Regions from separate parts of the Gossypium hirsutum genome. Here regions 2 and 3 are each linked to region 1. A link is a contact called in public Hi-C data. All regions are on one chromosome and are shown on one strand. The core of a region is the stretch at or near the end of the contact, and the rest is flanking DNA. Distances in the headings are between cores, read along the strand shown. Region 1 holds the start of LOC107952887 (piriformospora indica-insensitive protein 2). Region 2 holds the start of LOC107952721 (glutathionyl-hydroquinone reductase YqjG). Region 3 holds the start of LOC107952882 (long-chain-alcohol oxidase FAO2).

Evidence for each region. A called contact is a pair of places that touch in the nucleus more often than the background predicts.
Region 2: a contact with region 1 is called in a Hi-C map of leaf, with 3 times the contacts expected there. The contact joins the promoter of LOC107952721 here to the promoter of LOC107952887 in region 1. A contact is called at or near these places in 6 of 34 Hi-C or Micro-C datasets (leaf and petal).
Region 3: a Hi-C map of leaf shows a contact between it and region 1, with 5 times the contacts expected there. The contact joins the promoter of LOC107952882 here to the promoter of LOC107952887 in region 1. A contact is called at or near these places in 11 of 34 Hi-C or Micro-C datasets (callus, hypocotyl, leaf and 1 more).

Annotation. Positions count from the first base shown.
Region 1 is chrA07:40,622,948-40,627,597 of Gossypium_hirsutum_v2.1, reverse strand. It overlaps LOC107952887 (piriformospora indica-insensitive protein 2), which reads left to right and starts at 2,823. Exons shown (of 1, transcript XM_016888086.2): 1 at 2,823-4,650. The coding sequence starts at 3,657.
Region 2 is chrA07:41,107,165-41,111,814 of Gossypium_hirsutum_v2.1, reverse strand. It overlaps LOC107952721 (glutathionyl-hydroquinone reductase YqjG), which reads right to left and starts at 2,269. Exons shown (of 4, transcript XM_016887883.2): 1 at 1,429-2,269; 2 at 1,066-1,315; 3 at 457-641. The coding sequence starts at 2,210. LOC121203930 (small nucleolar RNA snoR137) reads left to right here and starts at 2,932; the gene lies at 2,932-3,074. It also overlaps the pseudogene LOC107952723.
Region 3 is chrA07:40,941,705-40,946,354 of Gossypium_hirsutum_v2.1, reverse strand. LOC107952882 (long-chain-alcohol oxidase FAO2) reads right to left here and starts at 2,223. Exons shown (of 3, transcript XM_016888082.2): 1 at 1,773-2,223; 2 at 1,385-1,663; 3 at 1-360. The coding sequence starts at 1,994.

The DNA of each region.
Region 1 (4,650 bases), core at 1,574-4,073:
CCGAATCTGTTATATTACTTACCGGGAAAATTTTCACCGGTTATATGATTTGTAATTCATATTGTAAATGGTTATATGATTTTCTAATTGGTTAATATGAGTTGATATTGAATGATCTAGTATAATTGAATTGATTATTTATTATGATTATTGATATAAAGACTCACCTATTGAATAGTTGTGATTGATAGGATTATAGTTTATTAATTGTTACTGTGTGATTTATATGTTTTTTAACAGTAAGTTTATCGTTTTAACCGTTGAACTTACTAAGCTCTATTAAATCTTACTCGTGTATTTTCTTCTATTTCTTTGTAGATTATATTTTGTGGAATCGAGTGGTCGGATCAACTCAAAGAATCACTCTATCCGGATATCTTTTGGTAGTTTTTTTATATGTTTATCTTTAGGTTATATGGCATGTAATAGGTTTGGTTTGTATATGTTTTGAATATTTACTACATGTGTTACATATGAGATTGATGCAAAGATGTTTAAGCTTCGTATTAGCTTGCTTGTGTATGTGCATTTAATCTTGGTGTGAATATATTCATATAAAGTTGTTTTGGTCATCTGATATAAACCTTATGTAAGTGTTTGAATCATGATATGAATGAATGTGAATGAATAAGAAGAAATGGTAAGTTTGGCATGAGTTTTATATATGAACTTATGAACTTGAATGCAAATTAGTTTGGTGTGACACGTGAATTGAGGTTGATAATTGAATTGTAGTGTCAATGAGGACATATTGGTTAAACACTTAAGTTGAATGTTTTGGCATTTTTTTAGGTTTGTTTAAATGTGTTTTTAAAGTATGGAAATGGTTGGTTTTGATATGGCTTGGTGCCTAAGTTTTGGATGAAAGTTTGTCTTGTTTTGGAAGCTTTTTAAGGTGCACATGACCTGGGACACGGGCTGTCACACAGTTACAGTTAGTTACACAGCCTGAGCACACAGGCATATGGGGTAGCCGCACAACCATGTCCCTGAGCCATACGATCTAGGCTCTGTCATACGGCCGTGTGACCCCCTATTTCCAAAATTTTCAAAAATTTTCATGTTTTTCTGTTTTGATTCAAATTAGTCTTTGATTGTTCCCAAACTATTTTTAGGGCCCCATAAGCTCATTTTAAGGTTGTTCCCAAACTATTTTTAGGGCCCCATAAGCTCATTTTAAGGCCCGTAAATGTTATTTTTCTATGAATGAAATGTATATTTGAATGTTGTTATTTAAATTAATAAATCAATAGTTTAGTGAAGTAAATTGTTTTGATATGTGACGTCAAACTCTGTAACCCTAATTCGGCGTGGAGATGGATTAGGTGTGTTACATTAAATCTTAAATAGAAGGATAAAATGTATTTGAATGTACTTGAACTTATGTCCTCCTGTATTGACAACAATATTAATACCAACTAAATTAATGTTTTCATAAGGTAATGTTTGAAAGTGATAATAGCCTAGTAGTAAGGATGATTAACGACAAAGAGATGATGCTAGTAGCTTAGCTCTCGTTGTAAATATGAAGGGAGACAATGGGAAATCAAGTTTAATCATGTTTATAGGGAAGCTAATCCCACACCGGGCTACATGGCTACTTCAGCTGCAAATGATGATCTGGGGTTGTACAAGGCAGTAGGATGATTTTTTTTCCACAACGTTATTCAAATTTAAATTATTTTTAGAAAAGAAGTTCATTACATTAGGAAAAATATGGGGATTAATTTTAATAAATAAGAAATAATTGAGTGTGAGAGTCAAATGAATCGAAAGATTCATGTTTAGTTTGGGAAGGAATCATAGAATTTTTTTAAATAAAAAATGAATGGAAAGACAATCTACTTTTATTAAGTGATTTATTGGATAATAAAAATGAGAGGATCTTGAATACTATTCGAAATTTAGAAGAACTATGCAAGAGGCTATTGAACGGTTGAAAAAGGCTTGACCTGCTTACGAAAAGTAGAAATGGAGGCGGATCAGTTTCGAGTGAATGTATATTCTGAGATAGAATGGGAAAATTTGAATTTGATTAATTCAACTTAAAAGATTTTGGAACAATTAGAAATTAAAAAAATAAAACTAATTATTTTGAACAACAAAGAGCAATTAATCAAGTCCTACAACGGGTTTTTCAACAAGCTTTACAAAGAGCTCTATGAACTCTGAATAGTTTTTTAAACGAGTTACATTTATGCACCTTTGGTACTAATATTGACTTATTTGAGTGATGAAAAAAACAACTGATAAACTTTTTTTTTTTACTTTTTACTTTCTTGAAGCAGAATTCTTATTTATTTGCTGGAAATAATACATAATCGCAATTGTATTCTTTTGAGTTTTTATTTAGTTATAAATATATATATATAGTAAGGCTTAAGCCTCTTTTCTGTACCCAAAAGAAATTATTAAAGAAATGGGATTGAATTTTAATTTTTAGTGAAAATATAATATATTTTTATTTTCTTTTCCGCCATAATAAAAAGATTAAATTAAAACTAACCAAAATTTGAGTAAAAATACAAACCATAAAACATCTAAATCTAAAGAACAATTTCCTAAAGAAGAAATAAAAATGTAAAATTTACACCTCAATACAAAGCAAAAAGAAGAGTAAAAACAAAACAACAAGGGAAATAAAAAATAAAAGGTAGCAACAACTATGAATATTCGTGACAAACACTGAAATGCTACTTCAAATAATTCTCGTCTTCCTGCTCAATTCAATTTTATCAGATTTTTTCTTCTCTAAATGCTCTCAGATGGGATTGGAATTCGACTTAAAGTGGTAGATAAAATTGAATCAACAAAGAATCTGAAAGGCATAAAATTGAAAAGCACTTCTGTTCAAAGGCATTTCTACATTTTATATTCATTTATTTTACCTTTAAATAAATCTATTTCAACCATGTTTACTCCCAACTTTATTCAAATATTTGAGAGAAGAAGCCCATTTTCACTTACGGCCTCAAAACACCTTTGGTGAATATTTGGTCGTAATTTTGTTATTAAAAACAGCAGGTAAGAACTTAAAATAAAAAATTACTGTTGACTTACCTGGAAATTGGGGACTTCGCATGCACGGCCATTTCCGGAAAGGATCCCCTTCCGTACAAAAGACACGAGTCCTTGTCTTAAGCCACTGTAATATGGACACGTAGCACCATGCATGCCTCGTTCCCTTTCAGTTAAATGTCGCTTTCACGAAACATGTTTTGAGACAGTAAGTCGGCGGCTGCGGCGCTTCACTATTGGCTTCCCCCGGCTACCTTTGCTCCGCAGGTTTTTCTGTCGGCTATCCTTTTTCACCATTACCGGAGTTAAAACCAAAGCTCTCCAACCGATCGACGCTTTCATTAACGCCACTGCAGGGCTGGAATGGAACTCATATACCCAAAGAAAAAGATGCTCTTGTTTTGCATTTCGATCCAACACTTGAAAAGTTGCATTTACTACCATTAAGGATTTATCTTTTTGTTTACTTGAGCATAATTGGGGTTAAAATTTTACAAAAGGTAAAAAGAAGAAATTTTGAAGTTAGGTTGGTCAGAGATTCAGAGGGTCAGAGCTAGGTTGTTTTGGGTGTTGGCAGAGCCAGTCTACAGTCTACACACTACAGTCCAAGACCAAGGGGGCCAAGTCCTCCACAATATATGCAATGGCAAGTGCCAATAAACCAAAAAACAAAATCCCCTTCTTTTCGCTTCCATCCCAACCAACCTAACATCCCCCCCCCCCCAAACAACACTGCTTGGTTTTCTATCTCTTTTTTATCTTCCACTCCCAGTGAGAAAACCATGACTGTTGTTTCTATTTTCAAGCTGGCTCTTTTCTTCACGCTTACATCCACTCTAGTTACTATTTCATTGCAGCAGGAACAACCTCTCCTCCTCAACTCGGCTGAGCAGGACTCAGTTTACCAAGTTCTCTCCTCCATCAACTCAGCCACCAATTGGCGGACTCTCTTCCCTGACGACCTCTGCTCTTACCCTCCTCACGGTGTTGTTTGTGATTATTTCACCGACCCAACAACGAAGAACGTTACGGTCCATGTCACGGAACTGAGTTTCGGGTACGTTTCCGATTTTACACCAAACCCATCTTGCTCTCCAAACTCCACTTTCAGCCCTCTCCTCTTCACTTCCTTCAAACATCTACGCAAACTTTTCTTCTACCAATGCTTCACCCAAACCCAAGCTTTTGTCCCCGATATCCCCACAACTTTCGGCTCCTCTCTTGAAGAGCTTGTGTTTATAAACAACCGAGCTTTTGTTGGTCCTCTCAGTAGCATCACCGGAAATTTCACAAGTTTGAGGAGGTTGGTTTTGTCCGGAAATGGAATTCATGGAGCTATCCCAAATGCAATCGGTGATTTGGCTAACATTGAAGAGATAACACTGTCGAGAAACAAGCTTAGTGGAAAGGTTTCTGTTAATCTGTCTAAGCTAAAGAAGCTGAAAATTCTCGACTTGAGCGGCAATGGATTCCATGGAAATGTGCCTTCTTCTGTAGGTAATCTTACTCACCTTTTGAAGCTGGACTTGAGTTCAAATGGGTTTTCTGGTAAAATCCCAGAGAGCTTGAGCAACTTACAAGCTCTGGATTTCTTGGATTTGAGTTTTAACCGTTTTGGAAACTTCGGGGTTC
Region 2 (4,650 bases), core at 1,020-3,519, 480 kb before region 1:
TCGTCAGGTTGATTTGATGATAACAATGCTACAATATAATTTTTTAACAGTTTGATCAAAGTGATGCATCTTTAATTTATTTTTAAAATCTTCCAGTGTTGTGGTTATTGCCATTTTATCTTTCACCTTTTTTAAGATTATTCTGCGGCCATAACATCTGAGCATCAATTCTTAGTGTCTTATTCATCATTTGTATTATGTATCATGTGTTTGTATTCTTATTGTTTATGGTGGTAAATGAAAATATATATAGTTGGAATGTGAAGAGGAATAAGTTTTGCATGTAAAAGGAGTTCATTTTTTATACCTTTTTTTCTGCTTTTCAAAATGCAAAAGAAAGAAATGAACAGTGACAGAATTTAACATAATTTCATAAAATAATATATTTTAACAATTTAACATTATATACCAAAATTAAACAGATGTACAAGAGTTTAGACTTAAGGAGGTACTTACAAAACATGTTGCACTCTTTTACCTACAGAAGACATTGCTTCCCTCTCGGAGGGTCTACAGAGGAATTCATGCTCACACACTGAGGGCATAACTGGTCGAATGCTGCCGGGGTTTAACGGAAAAAGCATCCGGTAATACCCATCCATAATTTCCAGAAAGTTGCAAGTGGCGGCTACCTTCGGAATCTGATAAGAAGCACAACATTACAGTTCTACGTACTGCAGATTTTAAATCAGAAAACCTTAACAAAAACAGAATCCTAATCGATGCTATTCTTCGCCCCTAAACAGACTTATAGTGAGTGATACAAGATGCTCTACACAAGCATTACCAACTAAATTCACTGCCCAAATATGGAGAAACAACAAGGTCTTCTAGGCCAAGTTAAGCTAAAGCAGAAGTAGAAATGAAAATGATCTACATTTCATAACTGAGGATTTTTTTGAACTGCCAAGCAACCTAAAATCACCTTATTCTTTCACATTAACTTGCGGCTTGAGCTTAGTTGGAGTGGTTAAAGTGCAGTGGGTTCGAAAATTTAGACATATATGTATATGATTGTTTACAGCTATGATCTGAACAATTTCATAACATTTAACCATGCGGTACCTGATAAACATCGCGCATGTAAGCGTGAAGGTTGGTATACTCGAGCAGCTTTTTCTTCGTACATTTGAACAAAACATTATAGACAAGATCAAACCTAATCAATGTAGTAAACAAGCAAATATCCGCAAGAGTCAATCTGTCTCCACACAAGTAGCGTGAACTACCCAAGTGATCATCGATCCTAGCCAATGTACTAAACAAACCACTCACCGCAACATCATATGCCTCTTGGCTTTGAGCAAATCCACATCTACAACATCATCCAAATCATACTCAAACAAACTAGGGTAATTTATGCAACCATAGAAGTTTTAAACGTTAAAAGTAATTTTATCAAGCAAAGTTTTCAAAATTTCTTTTTACCTGTAAACTCCATTGTTAACATTGGGGTAAATCACCCGATTCCACTCTTCAATCTCCTCTTTCAGCTCCAAAGGGGAGAGATCCAAACCAGGGTGCTGGGCCAACTCGTTTAGACCCGAATTGAAGAACTCAATAATATCATAGCTCTCATTGCAAACTACTTCTTTCTTCTCTACATCCCACAGCATTGGCACCGTGGCCCGCCCATCATACCCGCCTTTTCTTAGCCTATAAACTTCCTTCAAATTCCGGCACCTATTTACCCTATCCATGGTAGGAACCAGGATATCATTGTCCTTGTCGGGGACATCTTTGAATTCCCAAGAGCCGTCGAGACCGTGGCCTGCGACGGAGACGGGGACGGCTTCTTCGAGGCCCTTGAGGGCACGGACGATTAGGGTCCGGTGGGCCCATGGACAGGGGAGGCCCACGTAGAGGTGAAGTTTGGTGGTTGCGGCGGTTGGGTTGAGGCGGAATTTTGAGGGAGGCCTGGTGTAAGCGCCGGAGGGATCGGAGGGAGCCAGTTGGGACATCATGATCTGCCACGTGGAAGTCCATGCTGTACGGACGGTTGAGATTAGAATTCCAGGAGGGAGGGATGCGCCCCAGAGCAGCTGGGAGACGTTTTTTATTAGACTGAAACCATTTGTGCTACCGCTGTTGTTATTAGTAGCGCTGTCGTTCAAGAACATTCTAGGGCTGACGTGGGATGCCAATTTTAAGGTAGTTTTGGGTGGAGAGTGCAACAGCAGGTGAGAGCTGGGCAGCGAAATGCAATGCATTGCTTTGTTTCTTTATTAAGTTCTGCAACTGTTTTCATTATTTTTATTTTTATTTATAATTATCTTTTTAGAGGAAGAACGGAGGAGAGGATATCATTCTCGGCTCGATCTCCTTTAAATAAAACGCTGCGTTTTGGTTTAAGAAAGTGAAAACCTGAATCAGTGTAGCCAAATAGTCCAAAAATCTCAAGTAAAGCCCTAGGCCAGCGTATATAATGAAGCAGCAGCCCTTTCTCAAGAAAACAGATATTTGCAAACGGCGGAGCGGATCAGAGCCGTTCAAGAATGTCGAAGCGAGGTAAACATTTTTCCTTCATTTTCTCTCACTTTCCGATTCTCCAACCAACACCCTCGCTGGTCTCGACGTTTATTTTTCTTTTCATTTGCAACAGGAAGGGGAGGTAGTGCGGGGACAAGTTCAGGATGTCACTGGGTTTGCCGGTGGCAGCGACGGTGAACTGCGCAGACAACACGGGAGCGAAGAACCTCTACATCATTTCTGTGAAAGGAATCAAAGGTCGTCTCAACAGGCTTCCATCGGCTTGTGTCGGCGACATGGTCATGGCTACCGTCAAGAAAGGAAAGCCAGATTTGAGGAAGAAGGTGTTGCCAGCTGTCATCGTCCGACAGCGGAAGCCTTGGCGTAGAAAGGATGGCGTCTACATGTACTTCGAAGGTCCAAACATTTCCTCTTGTCTCTTCCTTTTTTTTCTTCATCTTTGTTGCTTCGTTTGATAATGGGGTAGCTGGTTTCAATCGTTGGTTACTCTTAATGAGAAGCATAGAATTATGGGAATTTGCCAGTTCTAAACAGCATGATGTTGTTTATCTATTGCATTGTGTTACCTGTCTGCTGGTATATTTGATATAGTTATTACTTATTACATATTACTATTATTTATTTGCCTTACCTTTCAAAATGTAATTTGGGTTTATTATCTGTTTACAGATAATGCTGGTGTCATTGTCAACCCCAAAGGCGAAATGAAAGGTAAACCAACTCACTTCATCGTGTTCATTATATCTAGTTATAAATTACAAGTTTTCAACGAGTACTTGTGGGGCTCTAAACTTCAGATGTTTATCTTGTTCTTATCGCTTTTTAAATGTTCCTTTTCCTGTTTGCTATGGTTCTATTGCTCTTGCCTTGTTAGAATTGAGATCAAGTGAAGATTCCTGAAATTTTGCTATTGGTAATACCATAATTCTGAAACGAACACGCCTTTGTGCCTATTCTAATTTCTGCCCTTAGTAAAAATTATGTTACATCTGGGTGTGGTTGAGAGTGATGTATAAAGGCGTGTGTCCAATATTGATAGTGGGAAGAAACATAGGTTAGTGCAATACTTAAGAAAAATCAGTTGTCTTTTGTTGGCTTGTTACGCTATTCATCTGTAGCTAAGTGGCAGAAAGTGTTACTTTGTTGGATTGGTATTTGGAACTTACTGGTGCACATTGATTTGGTGTTTTCAGGATCTGCTATCACTGGCCCCATTGGAAAGGAATGTGCTGATCTGTGGCCTAGAATTGCAAGTGCTGCCAATGCTATTGTTTGAAAGATTTTCACGGTTTTTGTTTGACATTGTAGTTTTAATGTCATCTTTCTATTACTTATAACATGTTTCTGAGAGGTTTTGGCGAAACGGTAGTGACCCTGTAAACTTATTTTCTTATATCTAGTTGTCTAAAAACTCATTTTTAATTATTTTCTGTACATGCTTTATTTATGTTTTTAAGCGTAAGCAAGGCGACTGATCCCTCTCAATGATATCTAGCCACGTTGATCTTGTTGCAGTCCATGGTAAAAAGAACTCACCCATTGTGACTGCATGATACCCTATAGGAAGCTCATCGAACTTCAGTTATAACACATTACCAGCTTCTTCACATTCCCAGGGAAATATTCAATAGAATCTACCAAACAGCCAGACCTTGAATACATGCAAATTGATGTGCTTATTGTTGCCGACTGTGAAACAATAACTTTAATAACATCCTGGATCAGGATGTTACTGAGGATAAATCTTGATATTGTACATGATCTAATGTTAAATGTTATGAATTTTTTATTTGTACAATTTTAAAAATTGAATTTTTTTTTGATTTAATTTTCATAAATTGTTAATATCATCCATATATAAAATAATGAATTGATACATTTAAATCAATATTAAAGATTACAATTATTCACGTTGTTATTATTATTATTATTTTCTTTAAAAAATGGCACCCAATAAAAGTTTGTGATATAATATAAATATCGCCTGATGCTTTTTAGGTTTTGATTGTGCTGTTAAAATTGAGGATTTGAAAATTTGAGTTAATGTTTGTAATAATTGATTTTGATTAGAAAAAATAAAGCCCGTTTTTAAGAGAAATGAAGTTTTGAGGTATGCTACCTAGAAATGAGAGGTGGGTTTGCTTGCAGTCGAGTAAGGAG
Region 3 (4,650 bases), core at 974-3,473, 320 kb before region 1:
CTCATAAAGCTCTGACATAGAGGGACCTTCTAGAGAAGTATAATCTGTAGTTGCAAAATAGTTGCCTTTCTCAATAACAACCACTTTATGGCCTGAGCTTGCAAGAACTGCCGCAGCAACCCCTCCACCGCAACCAGACCCAACAATCACTACATCACATTTGATCTTGAAGACGTTGTGATCTGGATCTTCCGTGACTTGAAGGCCTTTTTCAGTGAGGGATTGAACGAAGGTGGAGTCATCTTCGTGCATTGTTTCTATAATACCCTTTCGCCCATGAGGAGAAGATACCCTTTTCTGCCGCTTGTCTACGTTGTATCCTATTGCTTTCCATGATGGGTTCTCTGAGTTTTCATCAGTCTGAGACACACAAATTTGAAAAGCTAGCCTTGTTCGTTATTGACTTACACATCAAGTATTAATCATTATGTTCTCGATTCCATGTAATCAAATCGTATCTTAATTCCTTCAAAATGCACTAATTATGATAACAGCTCTCTCATGCACGAAACACTAGAACTATTATCCAACAAATATATTTATATAATCAAGCGTTATATAAATTTTAAAAAATTCATACACATGGGTGTATTCATAAAATTTTCATGTCCTGTTAGTTTTTTGACATACAGAATGAATTACGACAATTACTACTTCCATCAGTCTTTTTCATTTCTTTCTTTATTTGAGCAAATAGTATTTTCAGTTTTGATTCTTGAACCCATTTTAAGGCATATATTAGCCAATCTGGATTAATAAAAACAATTTAATAATTATTAAATGCGTTCGTAAAGGAGAGGATAATATTACATTATATTATATTGGGTAAATTGGGTAGATTACTCAATTAGTCACTAAATTATAGATAAGTTTTCATTTTAGTCGCTTAACTAAAAAAGTAATGTTTTGATCACTAAATTATTTAAAAATTTTCATTTAAGTCATTAGACTATTAAAATCGATATTATATATATATTTTACTACATACACCTATGTAAAGCTCCCCTTTCATTTCTCTTCTACAGTTTAGTTATTTTTAATAAACAATATTAGATGACACGAATCTGCAAATTAAAGTTCAAATAATTTTTTTTTATTTTTGATATTGACCGTTAAATTGATTTGGATTTAAGATTTATATTCTTTTATTCGTTGATAGTATATTGATTCACCATACTAATAGTTAAATCATCACTTGAAGTTTACTAATGAAATTTTAAAAGGAAAAAACTTAATAATTTAGTGATTTATATAAAACTTTTTAATAGTTTAATGATTTGAATGAATTTTTTTAAATAATTTAGTGATAAATTGTAAGTTTTTTAGTTAGAAGATAGGAGGAAGATGGATGAGGAAAAATTAATAGAAAAGGTAAAGAGTTTACCATGGAGAAAAAGATGAACAAGCAGTAAGTTTTGATCAATGCAAAAACAGCTCTTAGAGGTAAGCGATGATGGCCATTGCTTGACCATTTCATTAGTATTTTTTCTCTTCTCTCCACTGGCAGTTCCGAAAACTTGTGAATGAATGGCCATTTCCAGTCACAGCAATCCCACCCGCAAAGCAACAATGCGCCCAATCTAAACGATATAACTGCCAATACTACTTTCACAAACGAGAGTACCCTGGGTTCAACCACCCTCTTCACCATCATCTCTGCTACCTGTTTATTTTAAAACAATTCCCCATTACCAAGTATATGCACGTACAAAACTGTTCAATTAGCTAATTACAACAAGAGTTGAAGGAATGAAGATTGGGATTTTGATTACCTCATCAGGAAGTGGAGGCTCAGCCCCAGAAGCTTTGTAGAAAGCATCAAGGGAAGAAGCCTGGTGGGCTGAATCAAGTGGGAGAGGAGGGATTAAAGCTTCACAGGTGGCAGCAAGTGATCGGATTTGAGCTGAAGAGAAACCATGGGTGTATGTAGTTTTTCTCCTACCCCCTCTCAGCAAAGGATGAGCATCACCGGTTTCATGGTTTCCGATTTCCATGGTGTTCTTTCTTAGCTAATCTTTTGCTTTGCTTCGCTGCTTTACGCAACCTTGAATGGTTTTTATAAAATAGGCCAGTAATCTACCCGTGCTCGATTCCCTGTTGGGTCATCATCAGAAAGAAGGCCGATTGAAAGAGGTCGTTTGTATTGTCTAAAATAAGAAAGAGGTCGGTTGTCTCACATGCGGTATGGGTGTTATCTAATCCTTCATTGACCTTTTCGTCTCATTTGTGGGGGTGTTTCTTTTCTATAAATAATTTTGTTGGAGGCTCAAATGATGTGATATTTTAAAAATGCAATTAATTTATTATCTAACTCTGGTTAAACAGTTTGGTTATGCTTTAATGATTGGGACCCAAGTGCAGTTTATTTTTATTATATGACACCGACAAGACAACAATCCTATATTTATCAAAAGGTAATAACTGAACTAGCGGCGCTTCTTGCTTATGATAAGCATTTACTAATAAAACCTTTTAAGTTAATAGCAAAATATTTTTATTGCTAGGCTTTCGTCTAATAAAGATTGGGAACAATATATACTCTTTTAGTTTTAAAAAATTATAGAAAATTTACTAACTTTTAAATTTTATTTTTCATACTAATATTTGGTAAAATAAATTACATTAATAATAATTTATAAAAATTTAATAAATTTAAAAACAAATTTATTAAGACCAACCAATTTTTGGTACTCTTTCATGTTTTTTTGGTACTTTCTCATAATTTTTGGTATTTTTTTATTTTTTTATATTTTCTCATTTTTTTAGCACTTCCTCACAGTTTTTTATATTTTCTCATATTTTTTTTTGTACTCCTCCATGGTTTTTAGGTAGAAAACTTGATGAGATCTTGGCAATTGGGAGGAGAGATTTAAGAAAGAAAGCTTAGGCTTTGTTGATAAGGGTAAATATGTAATGCCAAGTCCTACCGTCTTTGTTAAAACCTCTAGTCCAAAGGAAGTTGGTGAAAGCTCTAAGCCAATGCTATTCAAGACATTCAAGAAGATTGTTCATAAGGTGATTTGTCATTATTGAGGTGTTTTTGGTCATGTAAGACCTCATTGTTTTAAGATGTTGCATGATCTAACATGGAGGAATGCAGTGTGTAAGGAAGTGCCCACTCCCCGTGGCATATCAGTTGTGAGGAAGTAAAAATGAGTGTGGATGAAGGAGACTAAAAGTATGTTGGTTGCACATCGTTTTATGAAGTCAATTTTAGATGGAATATGGTACTTCGACAATGGCTATTTTCAGCATATGGCAGGTAACCAATCCTATTTGAATGATTTTGAAGATTCTCCTACTAGAAAGGTGACTTTTGAAGATGGGACGAAAGGTCGGATACTTAGTAAAAGCACTTTAAATGTCTTTGGTATGCCTCGATTAAAGAATATGTTTCTACTCAACTACCTCAAAGCTAATATGGTGAGCATCAGACAACTAAGTGATCAAGGTATACTTGTTAATTTCACTAAACATAAGTTTATTGTTACCACTATATCTAATGAAGTAATCATGGAGGGTGCTTGAACTTTCGACAATTGTTATAAAGTGATGCTATCGATTAATTGCATTACTGCTACTACCTTAAAATTGGAGCTATGGCATGAGAAGCTTGTCCATGACCATTTTGAATAGTTAGATATAAAACAATTTAGGGAATCCCAAAGCTTTCAAGAACTGTTCTTAAGGTGTGTAATAATTGTATGAAAGGTAAAAAACATTAAGAGAAGCATCAAAATATGGTTCATATCCATACCAAAGTTCCAATTGAGCTCTTGAACATTTATTTGTTTGGCTCTATGTAGATAGAAAGCTTAGGAGGGAAGAAATATGTGTTTGTTTGTGTGGACGACTTTTTAAGGTACGTCTAGGTTCAATTTTTTTTAAAGATAAATAAGATGTTTTTGATGAGTTTAAAAGATTGTGTAGGGAGTTGATGAATGAAAAAGGGAGAGCTATTGGTATGAAAAGGAGGATTCGTAGTGACCATGAGTGAGAATTTGAGAACGATGATTTTGCTGAGTTTTGTAATGAGGAGGGAATCAAACATGAGTTTTTTGCACCAAAGACACTCTATAAAAATGGTGTAGTGGATCGTAAGAACAAGCCTGTGCAAGAAATGGCCAGAGTAATGCTCAATAGTAAGGACATTTCACATTGGTTTTGGGCTAAGACAGCTAGCATTGTTACAGACCAAAGACTCATGTGACTCTATATGAGTGGTGGAAGAGGAAGAAGCCTACAGTCAAGTATTTCCATGTTTTTGAGAGTAATTGTTTCATTTTGAGAGGTGGAGAACACCAAGGTAAATTTGATTCTAAATCTAATGAGGAAATCTTCCTTAGCTATGCTAGCAACAATAAAACCTTTAAAGTGTACAATAAACACACTCAAAAGGTAATGAAGTCTTTCAACACGGTGGTTGATGATGTTAGAGTACATGAGATCAACAATGATGATAAGGATTGTAAAACTTTTGGTGATGTGCTTGAGGTAGTCCTCACTCCCCTTGGCACTGTGAAACTTGAAGAAAAGTCAAAAGCAAAAAGTCAAGGAGTTCAAGTTGTTGATTAGTCCAATGCTCATGATGGAATCATTCATGTAACAACCCGATTTAGGGCCTAGTCAGAATAGTGGTCTCGAGACCAT